2 separate regions of the Sus scrofa genome follow, and region 2 is linked to region 1. The links are chromatin contacts, called in public HiChIP or PLAC-seq maps. All regions are on one chromosome and are shown on one strand. Each heading gives the region's core, a stretch centred on a gene start, on an enhancer-like site or on the middle of the called end of the contact. The rest is flanking DNA. Distances are from core to core; before and after follow the strand shown.

Evidence for each region. HiChIP or PLAC-seq counts read pairs in DNA pulled down with a chosen protein or histone mark.
Region 2: a contact with region 1 is called in an H3K27ac HiChIP or PLAC-seq map of skeletal muscle, with 3 times the contacts expected there. The contact joins the promoter of ITPRIPL1 here to the promoter of ARID5A in region 1. A contact is called at or near these places in 1 of 47 Hi-C or Micro-C datasets (epiblast stem cells) and 2 of 2 datasets of contacts at active chromatin or transcription factors (alveolar macrophages and skeletal muscle).

The regions. Positions count from the first base shown.
Region 1 is chr3:46,711,466-46,717,597 of Sscrofa11.1, forward strand. ARID5A (AT-rich interactive domain-containing protein 5A) reads right to left here and starts at 2,656. Exons shown (of 6, transcript XM_021087092.1): 1 at 2,544-2,656.
Region 2 is chr3:46,899,395-46,905,537 of Sscrofa11.1, forward strand. It overlaps ITPRIPL1 (inositol 1,4,5-trisphosphate receptor-interacting protein-like 1), which reads right to left and starts at 2,451. Exons shown (of 2, transcript XM_021087097.1): 1 at 2,185-2,451; 2 at 1-1,089. The coding sequence starts at 1,075.

The DNA of each region.
Region 1 (6,132 bases), core at 1,406-3,905:
CACAAGCCTCACTGAGCCTCACGGATGCAGCAGGAGCTACTTGACCTCAGATACTGCTGATGCTGAGAGGAGCTTGGCCTCGACTAGTTCAAGGTGTCTCTCTCTCTCTCTCTGTCTCTCTCTCTCTCTCCTGCACCCCCGCCCCCCAGGCCTCATTCACCCTCAGTGTGATAGGAAGGAAGCAACACTTCCTTTCATGAAAAGTCACCCACTGGGAGCACTGTGTCAATTACGACAATAATGGTAAAGGCAGCTTCAATAACAACCAGCAGACAGGGCCACACCTCCTCCTCGCCTGAGGTTGTTGGCTTAAGTTTCTCTTTGCTCAAGCTGGAGCTAAAACAAAGACAGCTTTTGAAGCGGCCAGTCCACTCTGTGGCCCAGGAGCCAGGCTGCCTGGCCGAGTATCTGTGCGGAGCTTGCTCCAGGGTGGGAGCCCAGGTTTGGGGAGGGGGGACCTGCCAAGGGCTGTGCTCCAGCCAGCACTGAGGACAGTCAGATGGCCTGGACATGGAAGCCATGGGTGTAGCTTGTGCCCTGCCTCAGTGTCTCAGCCGGGGGGAAGTGGGGACAGGGTCTGGGAGCAGCTGGGGCCAAGATGACAGCCTTGAGTCTAGAAAAGTGGGGTCATGGGGGCACCAAATGAGACTACTGTCTCCCAAGCCCTGCTGAGATTTGGTCTCTCTTTAAGCCAGTTAGGGAATATCCTAATGACCCTATTTGGGGATGAGGCTGAATCCCCACTGTCCCTCCTCTCCAAGTCTGGGTGACACCTGATGATAACTGTAACAGCTCCATCTATGGACTGTTTCCTGTGTCCCCATAAAGTAACCTGTGGAGAAACAAAGCTTGGTGGTGGCTTGTCCAAGACACGGCCCAATGGTAGAGGTACAGGCAGGACAGAGGAAGGCTGCCTGACCTCAGCTGGAGGCACTCCTTTGCTTCTCAGTGTGTCCATTCCCTTCCTGCAGCCCCCCAGGGTGGCTCTCCAAGCCAGTAAAGCAAGGTCCAAGAAGGAGGGTGGGTTATCCCAGGCCATGGCCCACCTGGGAAACAGGAGACCACAGGGAAGGGAGAGGGGGCAAGGTCTTAGAAGCTAGATTCATTCTCACTGCCGCAGGGCTAATGTCTAAGCCGCTGCTTCTCACACTCTAAATCAAAGAAGGAAGCACTGGTTGTCTGCGGTCCTTCCTAGCTCTACGGGACTCCAAGTCCTAGGTCCGAGAATGTTCCTCAGGGCTTGTACAGATGGTGGCCCAACCCACTAGCTGCCATCTCTTACCCTTCCTCTGCCCTAGCATGGCTTGTGGCCACAGAGACCCCACATCCCCAACAATGAGGATCCGGATGAAGCAAGAAGCACCTTTTATCCTCCCCTCAGCCCGAAGACCCCTGCTCACTAGCTGACGACCTCGCGAACAAAGGGAACCTGGGTCTGACCAGCCCTGTGACCCCACACCCACACCCTGAGCCCTCCCGAGTGCAGCACTGGCCATCCCCACCCCTACCCCAGCGTCCCTGGGGCTGGAGGACGTGCACCTGGCCCAGCCGCGCCCCCAGAACACTGTGCGCAGGGACCCTGGTGAGGCAGCCGCCGGATTGTGGTCCACGGCTCAGACTGAGGTCGAAGCCAAACACCTCTCCTCTGACGCTCGCAGCCCGCACCGCGCATCTCTGCTCTTCGCCAGCGTCACTCCCGGGGAGCCACCCTGTCCCTTCTGAAGACCCGAGGGGATAGAAAAGAAATAAAGGAAAGAGGAACAAAGAGTGAAGCTACTTCTTTTCTGCCGGAGGTGGGGGGCAGAGGAGGGTGGACCGGAGACAAGAAGAGAGACTAGAGAAGAAAAGAAAAAAAAAAGGAAGAGAAAAGAGAAAGGGTAGGGGGCGAGGAGCGGGTAACCGCCGAAGGATCGGCTGAAAGAGGAACAGTTGATTCTTCAAAATGCATTGAGCAAGTTCTTCAAAATCCGCGCAGAGTCACTTTCAGGAAACAGCGGCCGCCAGTGGAAAGCGCCCCGCGCGCCCAAAGGACCCGGGTGCCTCTTCTCGGCGGCGCCGGCGGGTTCTGAGAACCGCCGGGATGTGACGGGGGAGGGGGTGGGAGGGCGGCGGGGGGGTGCTGCAGGCAGAGAACTGCTGCGGACAGCTGTCACAACAAATTAGCTGAGACCAGCTCGAGATTGAAACCACAGCAGGAAGTGGGATGACAGAACCGTACAGGACTTGGTAAATTTCAGTCAAGAGACGACGAGAAGAGTTTCGAGATAAACGCCCGGGAAGCCCCAGGCCGCCAAAACTTTTTGTCTTTCCTTTTTTCGAAGAGCACGCGCCGACACCCGGCCTCACCCTCCCGCGCCGGGCAGAGGGCGCGGGTGCCCCAGGCCAGGCTAGGTCCCCACGCCCTCGCCCCCCGAGTCCTTCCTCCGCCGGGTTCCGCCCCCCAAGGCAGCACCTACGACTACGAGCACCGGGGCTGACCTGGCACAGCAACCTCCCCATCCCGCGGGGCCGCCACCCCCGTCCCGGGCCGCAGAGACACTCACCCATGGCCCAGCGAGGTGCCGCGGCGCCTGCCGAGACCCTCCGCACAGACCGACGTCCCTACTCTGCGCTCTGCGCGCAACTGGCTGGAGGCACGGATCGCCAGCCGCCTCCCCGTGGCCCCGCCCCGCCCAGCCCTGCCTGGCCCCGCCCCTGTCCCACTGTGGGCTCCGGTTGGCGGGTCCGATTCTCCCCCGAGGGGTAGGGGGCCGCCCCCCGAGCCTGAGGAACTCTGGGAGTTGTAGTGTGCTCTTCTTACTCCCCAGGCTCAGCGACCTGGGCTGCAGAAGTAGGTTTCCCACCTGGAGGGGCTCAGGCAGGACAGCCTGGAGTCACTGCTGCCTGGTGCCAACGGAAGCAAAACTCGAGTCTTGGAAAAATCTTCCTTGCTCCCTCCGTAGGGCAATGGGGCAGTGAACAAAGTGCTTCTGACTTGAACTAGGCGGAAGATATCTCCCACTGTCCCTCCTAGCCCAACACAGAAGTAGAGATGGTTGGTATTAGCTGAATGAGGACCCCAGACCGAATTAGCACATCCTTGGCTAAAGCTCTGTGGGGTCCCAGAAATGCCTGGGACAGGAAACCTGCTGGCAGTGGCTAGTGTCCACAATGTCTCAAAGATAGGGCAGCTACAAAGTGAGCCATCTAAAGAGAGGGCATGGCTCTGGGGAGATGAGAGTGAAGCTTCTGATGGAGCATGGGCCTGAGGAGATGCTGAGCCAACTGCAGCAGGGCTTTGGCTGTATTCACTCCACCGTCCAAGTCACATCTGAGGCTCAGGTTTGAGAGCCCAAGGTCTGGAAGCATCATTCACAGTAGCCAAAAGGTGGAAGCAACCCAGTGTCCACTGAGGGATGAATGGGTTAACTGCGATATGGACATACAATGGAATATCACTCAGCCTTAAAAAGGAGGACAATTCCAACACATACAACATGGATGAACCTCGAAGACAAGATATTAAGTAAAAAAAAAAAAAGACACAAAGGACAAATATTGTGTGATTCCACTTACATAAAGTACTGGTGTCAAATTCATAGAAACAAATAGGATGGTTCTTTGCCAGGAGCTTGGGAGAGGGGAAATAGGGAGTTAGTGTTTAATAAGCACGGAGTTTCAGTTTTGCAAGATGAAAAGGTTCAGGAGGGGGATGGTGGGGATGGTTGCACAACAATATGAATATACTTAATATCCCTGAACTGTATGCTTAAACATGGTTAAAATGGTAAATTTTATGTTATATATATTTCACCACAATTTGAAAAAAGATCCACGCTCTCAGCATCGAGCCCTGTTCCTAACACAAAGTAGGCACGCACAGATTTTTGTTGATTAATTTTTTCTTTTTTTTTTTCTTTTTCTTTAGGGCCACACCTGAGGCATATGGAAGTTCCCAGGCTAGGGGTGGAATTGGAGCTGTTGCTGCCAGCCTACACCACAGCCACAGCAACACCAGATCCAAGCGCTTGTGGCGATGCAGCATCCTTAAACCCAGCGAGGCCAGGGATTGAACCTGTATCCTCACGGATGGATACTAGGGGGATTCTTAACCTGCTAAACCAGAACAGGAACTTCTGTTGATTAGGGGTTTTTTTAAGTTTATTTTTTCCATTATAGTTGATTTACAGTGTTTTGTCCATTTCTCTCTTGATTAGCTTAATACAAAGAGCTCTTTGCATTTCATTTACACCATCATTGTCATCATTTTACAGAGTAAAACTGAGGTTCTGAAGGTTAATTAGCTCAAGTGAGATGGCTGGTAAGTGGTGGAGCCTGAGCTACACCCAGGCATTTGGGCTCTAGAACAGGTGGCCTTAACCATTCCCCTCAGGCATCTCTTGAATCAGAGGCCATGGCCTGAGGAGGAAAATGTGTAAAGGGGAAGACGTGAGAGTGCTGGTGAGAACAAGGTGAGCCAGCGAGATGTCCTGTGCTAGCTGGAACTGAAGAGCAAAGCTAAGACTGGAGCTACAGATGGTTAAGGAGCCCTTGCACCCAGACACCCACCAACCCTGTTTGCATTCATTACCACTCAGCCGTCACCTTAAACAAATGGACCAGGGCTGTAGGTGGGTGGCCCTGAAATCCTGGCCCTTATCCTTTGGCTCTAGGATGGAAGATCTCTCCAGGCTCAGCCCAGAGTGGACAACACTGCGGCTTCCTCGTCTACCTCATCACAGGTTGGTTTGTAAAAGCCAATGCATAGAGACTTGGTAACAGACACAGTATCAACAATAGTTAAGCAACAGCCTGGAACAATTGTTATAATGGTGATTATAACAGTGCACCCCTCTTCCTAGCTTACCAGAGCGCCAGTAGAGTTTTTTTTTTTGGGGGGGGGGCGGATTCCACAGCAAAATCCCATTAGGAAGGTTTATGAGGCTCACTTTGGTCCATTCCATAAGGATTGTTTGCCCAAGGTTCAGGATGGTGACCTGGAAACTGCCCCTTACTGGCTCAGTCTAGGCCAATCCCACCTGCAGGACTGGATACCCCTTCTGATGAGGGACTCACTGCCTGACAAAGCAGCAGCTCATCCCACACAGGACAGAGTGATTCGCCATCCAGGCAGCCCAGCACAATTTACAGACAGCGGCTGTTGTGCAAAGCCTCAGCAAGTCAACACCTGCCTGTGCCAACCTGGGAACAATCTGATCTAAATTTAATTGCCTCCTGGGGCAACTGTTTGCAATAGAAAGTAATTTACAACAGCCAATAAATCTTACAAAGGAATGACCTCTCCATTTGCTTCCCTAAAAGCATAAACACATCCATTGCTCAAGCTACTATCTCTCACACCTCCACCTCCTGCCCAAAGCCACCCTCCTCCCGCATCCTCCAGCCATCTGACCCCAGCCTAGGATGGCCTGAGAGCAGTCGCCTAGGCCCTCAATGTCTGTGTCTCAATTAAATAAATAAAATTAAATAAATTTTTTAAAAGCCACTAATGAACACATCCTTCTTGTAAAGACATTTCAAATAAATCAGTCCTTTCTGACACACTCCAAATTCAGTTCCTTCCCCAATCCAGAGATAAGAACTATGATCAGACTGGGTAAAATTTTCCAGAACTTTCCTATGTATTTTCTTAAGGACAGAGTATAGAAAAATAAGAAACTTTGTTTTATGTGTGTTTTCTTAAAAGTGATACAATTTTAATTGTTCCATTCTGCAACATGTTTTTTCAGCCAGTCACTTGGAAATTCTTTTCTTGTCCTAACAGACCTGCTTCTCTCTGCTGTGAGGGTGCGTGACTTGGGGTGGGTCTACTACAGCCTTTATTTAATCTGCTCTTCATGGTGCTTGGTCTTTTTGCAATTACATGACTCGTCTGAGAACATTCTGGACCACTTTAGAACATGTCCAGGGCTCTGAGCTCACAAAATAGTCCCAGAGACTGAGCTAAAAAGCTGCCTTCTCCAAGTCCTACCTCCACCTCCCAGCCAGCACCCCTTGGTGGCTCAATTCTAGGAAGAAAACCTGGTCCTGGGGGGTGGTCCTCATCCGGGAGCTCTCAGAACTTGAGGGACCATTCAAGATCTTCTTTCCACCGGCCTCGTTTTGCAGAGGCAGCCAGCAGGCCCAGAGATG
Region 2 (6,143 bases), core at 1,201-3,700, 190 kb after region 1:
GGACCAGGCGGATTGAAAGGATGCGGCCAGAGCGGTAGTCCAGCCTGAGCTTGCAGGAGGTGGTGGACGGCGGCAGGCTGAGCTTGAAGTCATACTTGTGGGCTACAAGGGCCCAGGCATTGCCCACCATGTTCCGGAACCACTGCACGGTCTTGCACACATCCAGGTGGGAGCCCGTGCAGAGCGCCGCCTTGATGGAGCTGTTGCACTTGCCCACAAGGGCCGAGTGGTCCCTGTGATGGTGCACCAGGCACAGCACATCCCCCAGAAGCTTCTCGCGCTTGCACACACATTCTGACTCCACCAGCACGCAGCCACAGCGGCGACCTAGGGCTGGATCCCTCATCTCCAGCACAAACATAGTGCCCTGGGGGGGGACAATGGGCACCAGGATGTCAAATTTCTGGGTCTCATGGAGGGTTCCCCATTTTTCAAAGGCAGCCCCGATGCCCAGGCAGTCCTCTAGCTGTGGGTGAGCCTCTCGGCGGCTGAGCACCCGGCAGGCCTCAATGAGGTCGTCCACAAAGCTCTCCACAAACTCGCAGGTGCAGGGCAGGTCTCGGGTGACATTCTGGACATGATATCTGTAAAAGGCTTCCAGGGCCTCTCTCGAGGGGAAGTCAGTAAGCCAGTTATAGGAGGTGACAGGCATGACACGGACCTCCTCCTCCTCGTCGCTACTGGAATCAAAGGCCGGCTCATGCTGCATGTTCTGTCGCAGGAGCTCAAAGATGAGGAAAAAGCAAAAGAGGCCAGCGTTCCACAGGTTTCCCAGCATCCAGCCCAGCGGCCCCTCCTGGCCCTCGGTCTGGAATGGCCACCCCCTGTCTTTCTTCCCCAGCACTAACTGGTCACTGGATGTGTCTCCTCTCCAGAAATTCTCTGCCTTCTGCTTCTCCTCTGCTGCCCGCTTCCTCTCTTCAAACTCTATCTCTAACTGGCGCATCTCCTCGCCCAATCGCTTCTCCAGCTGCCGACTTCTGGCTAGTGTGTCCAGGTCCATCCGGTCACTGACCATCAAGGGGTGGTGAACAACATACATCACTGCCAAGAACAGAAGGCTTATCACAGCCATGGAGGCCTCTGCATCTGGAGAAGTAGGAGGGTGGGAGTCAGTAGTGATCTTTGGGACTCATATTCCCAGAGCCCTGGAACCCCAAATCCTGGAAGTCAGCTACCCAGAAGGAACAGAAAGCTCACAGAGCTGGGACTGGACAGAGCAAGGGTGGTCGGTCTGCCCAGGAGAAGCTTTGGGGAAAAGGGGGCAGCAGGATGTGCTACCCAGTCTCTCTACTGCTTTCCTTCCACATGGTGTGGGTGGTATTTAGGCTTCCAGAATGTGGACATGGAACTGTTTTCATTCCTGTGTAGGATGGGGAGGGGAACCCTTGTGCTAGGGTGGCCTCACCCGACTCATCAGTCCACCATGGGCACCAGGTGTGCCTTGACAATCCCAGAGGCTCCCTTCCACGGGCAGAAAGCACTAGTCTGCCTGGGTAACACCTTTCCTCTTGCCAGGCTGTCGGCCCCGGGCCTGCTGCAGCATCCTTCTTCCTCTGTGACTTCACAAGCCTCATTCTGCTCACACTGTGTCATCAGAGCACTCAACTTCTTCCCCTCCTTGTGCCCAGTGGGCCAACCCCCCAGTGGGAGCCAAGGAGGCATTGGGCGGCCTGTCACCTCTCCACTGCTGCTGCTGTGCTCTCTCAGGTCCTCAGGGGGCTGCCAGATGCCCCATCCGTGGGCCAGGCCCAAAGGCAGGCACAGCTCCACCTCCTCTCAGCCTAGGAAACTTCGTGAAGAACCAGATGCCAAAGGCCTCCTGAGAGCCCACAGCACTCGGTTCCTCTGCCTCCCCACCCACCACAGAGGCCTGAAGCTTCCTGCCTTCAGCCCACCTGTTCACGAGCTTACCGGGATATGAAGGACTACGCCGAGGGGGCGCTGAAGCCAGGTGGGGGACTCTCCTCCCTTTGGAACTTGTGCTTGCTTAGTCTCACCGCCCTCTCCAGGAGCCCTGTTAAAATTTACAAGGTACCTGGGGGCTTTGGCTCAAAGCCATGTGACGCCCCCCCCCCTTCATAACTTCCTCAAATTCCACGCCCACAGACCTGAACTCTCATCCGCCTATTTAGACCAAGCCAATTCAGGGTTTCTCCCGGGACCTGGGGCCAGGTTACTCACCGTCTGTGTTAGCAGGAACATGGTCTTAAAGAGCCCGCGCGGCCTGACAGCCCCCGCCTTCTTTCCGGCGCGGTGGGGGCTCCGGATTCCTCGACGGGTCCGCCCGAAGGAGTGGCCCCGCTCCCCTCTCCCGGGTTGCACACCATGTTTATCCCAGCGTCCTATCGTCTGTGTGCTGCGGGCCCCCGAGACCCCACCCGTGCAGCGCGCGACTCAGAGGGCCCCAGCGGGACAAGCGGCTCCCGCCGTCCAGGATCCGCCCAGCCCCGCCTAGCTCCGCCCACCCAAATGCCCGCGGCCCAGCAAGCGCTCAGCGAGAGCCCCGCCCTGGGGCCGGGTGACCCTCTTCGTCTGCGCGCGCCCCCTGTCCGCTGCCTCGGCTTCCAAGACCCTGCCGAGTGGCTGCGGCCAAAGACCCGCTGCCCACGGGCGCTCAAGAGCAGACGCTCAGCCTCCCTAGGGTGGCGCAAGGGGGCACTTCAGGGGGCTGAGCTTCACTTAGCTAGGTTCAATGTACTTAATGGGAATTTAGAGTGAGGACGGTGGTGACATAACCAAGAAGTATCCTGGTGACGTCTTTCCTACTTAGTGCTGGCGCTGCACAAAACGGTACAGCAGATGAAGTGTGTTTTCAGCAACCTCAATGTGCCTCACCTCCAGCCGACGCCCAGACTCAGGTGTCTTTCCTCAGCCTCTTTCTCCTATCCTGAAAGGACCAGACAGCTCCCAAAAGACCTACTCTGGGGCCTTACTCGCTACTCGTTAGCCACATGGGAATAAGAATCCTAAATATACAGAGTAGCCTAGTTGATGAAACGGGTGTGTAAAAGAGAATTTGTAAAGGGTGGACAAGGGCAAGCTTATAATTTGCTAAGAAATGCCAATCGAGTGGGGGGGGGTGTTTGTTTGTTTTGTCTTTTTAAAGCCACACCTGCGGCATATGGATATTCCCCAGGCTAGGGGTGAATATGAGCTGCTGCTGCCGGCCACAGCCACAGCCACAGCAACGCCAGATCCGAGCCGCCCCTGCGACCTACACCACAGCTCAAGGCAGCACCGGATCCTTAAGCCACTCAGCAAGCCCAGGGATAGAACCTGCGTGTGGGTTGTTTTTAGTTTTTGTTTTTGTTTTTTTGAAAATAAGCATTAGAATCTCAGAAAGAGCCTCAGTCTTCCTATCCTGTGTCACCTATCCAAGGAGAAAAGGAAGTAATCATTTAACAGTTAAAGCCCTGCTGAAAGACAATCAATATGCCTCCTTATCCAGTGGCAGCACAGGGGGGTGGGCCATCAAACAACTTGGACAGCACTTCCAAAAATATGGTCTTATTTTATTGTGAAAGGGGAAAGACTGTCTTCTGGCTAACACAACTGAAGTTCCAAAGTTACTTTTTATAAACTTGTAGGATGAAAAATAGACCACAGGCTAATACTACTATGACTAAGCATTAGTGCAATCGAGCAGTGAAAATGAAATTATTATGTTAAAATTTAAGATATGACAATGTCGGGGTGAGAAAAATACATTTTTCCTGTTGTGGCTCAGTGGTAATGAACCTGACTAGTATCCATGAGTTGCAGGTTCAATCCCTGGCCCTGCTCACTGGTTAAGGATCTGGCTGGAGTTGCCGTTATCTGCGGTGTAGGTCGCAGATGTGGCTCAGATCTGGCATTGCTGTGGCTGGCGCTGTGATGTAAGCAGGGGGCTGCAGTTCAGATTTGACCCCTAGCCTGGGAAACTTCCATATGCCACAAGTGTGGTACTAACATGACGAAAAGAAAGAAGAAAAATACATTTCAGAGTGGGCAAAACAATGTGTTAAAACCATGAGTGTAAAGGTGTGTATTCATAATCAACAAAGGGTTTGGTTTTTGGGTTTTTTGTTTTTTGTTTTTTCTCTTTTTTGGCTGCCCCGCGGCACATGGAGTTCCTAGGCCAGGGATCAGATCCAAAACACAGTTGCAACCTAAGCCACAGGGGTGGCAATGCCAGATACTTTGTTTTTGTTTTTGTTTTCATTTGTTAAAAAAATTTACTGAAGTATAGTTGATTTACAAGGTTGTGATAATTTCTGCTATACAACAAAGAGATTCAGTTATACATGTACACACATCCATTCTCTTTCTCGTTCTTTTCCCACATAGATTATCACAGAATATTTTTTTACAGAATAAAATACATATATTTAAACACAATTACATTCAGACAGATGATTATATCATGGAGCTTAAGAAACAGATTAAGTGTCTCCCTCTGGAGAAGTGGAATGGAAAATATGCTGAGACAAATAGGAAATTTATTCTATGTTTTATCCCATTTTGTTTGGCTTTCATCTTTACTATTTAGTATTATCTATTACATTTCAATTTTTCTTTAAAAATTAGCATTATATTAAAATTGTGGGAGTTCCCATCATGGCGCAGTGGTTAACGAATCCATCTAGGAACCATGAGGTTGCGGGTTCGATCCCTGGCCTTGCTCAGTGGGTTAATGATCCAGCGTTGCCATGAGCTGTGGTGTAGGTTGCAGACGCAGCTCAGATCCCACATTGCTGTGGCTCTGGCGTAGGCTGGCAGCTGCAGCTCCAATTAGACCCCTAGCCTGAGAACCTCCATATGCTGCAGGAGCAGCCCAAGAAATGGCAAAAAGACAAAAAAATAAAATAAAATTGTGTATATTATGCAACTAAAATTTATAAAGAAGAAAGCCTTATATACCATTAAATATTTTATATAGCATAATAAAAAGAATAACAACTGGTAAGAATAACAAAAATAATACACCCTCTGAAAATAAGTAAAATATAAAATGCATAAATTGGTTAAAAGACAGTGTAACTATATAAATATGTCCTCACAATTTGTTACATCTTATTGATTCTTCAATATAGGCATTACACCATTCTAGGCGATGTGATAAAGAAGACATTATAGACCTTACATTGTACCATGGAGAGAAATGGTTATTAATAATACAATTGTAGAACTATATTATTTAATTGTACAGTTGCATTATTTAATTATAATTACCATAAATTCTTTGACGGAGAGGAAATCAGAATCAGATCTAAGAAGACTTCAGCATTCCAAGAATGATTTCAAATGACCCCCTTCATGGTGGATTATGCACTTATTTACTGTGAGATATATTTCTTCTCCAGAGATTCCTTGTTTGTCAATTGTGGATTTTTGGTTTGATATAAGAGTCTGTATGTATATGAGATTGTTTTAGGTTGTTGTTCTCTTAATTGCAAGTTCATCTCCAGTGTTCTGCATTTGTACCCACTTCTTCTCATGATTTTGGATTTTGGTGGTATAATTGTGCATGGATGATTTCATATCTTTACTGTATATACCTTTACTATATATGGTGAGCCTTGTCATTTGTGGTATTTTTGTTTCCTGTTGCTTCCTTTTCTTTTCTGCCTAGAGAAGTTCCTTTAGTATTTGCTGCAAGGCTGCTTTAGTATTGCTGAATTCTCTCAACTTTTGCTTATCTGTGAAGGTTTTGATATCTCCTTCAAATCTAAATGAGAGCCTTGCTGGGTAGAGTAATCTTGGTTGGAGGTTTTTTCCTTTCATCACATTAAGTATATCATGCCACTCCCTTCTGGCCTGCAGAGTTTCAGCTGAAAAATCTGCCGATAACCTTATCAGGGTTCCCTTGTATGTTACTTGTTTCTTTTCCCTAGCTGCTTTCAAGATTTTCTCTTTGTCTTTAATTTGGTTAGTTTGATTAATATGTGTCTCGGTGTATTCCTCCTTGGGTTTATTTTATATGGTACTTGTGCTTCCTGGATTTCAGTGAGTGGTTCCTTTCCCATGTTAGGGAAGTTTTCGGCTATTATCTCTTGGAATATTTTTTCTGTCCCCTTCTCTCTCTCTTCTCCTGGCACCCCTAGGATACAGATGTTGGTGCATTTAACGTTGTCCCAGAGTTCTCTGAGACTCTCTTCATT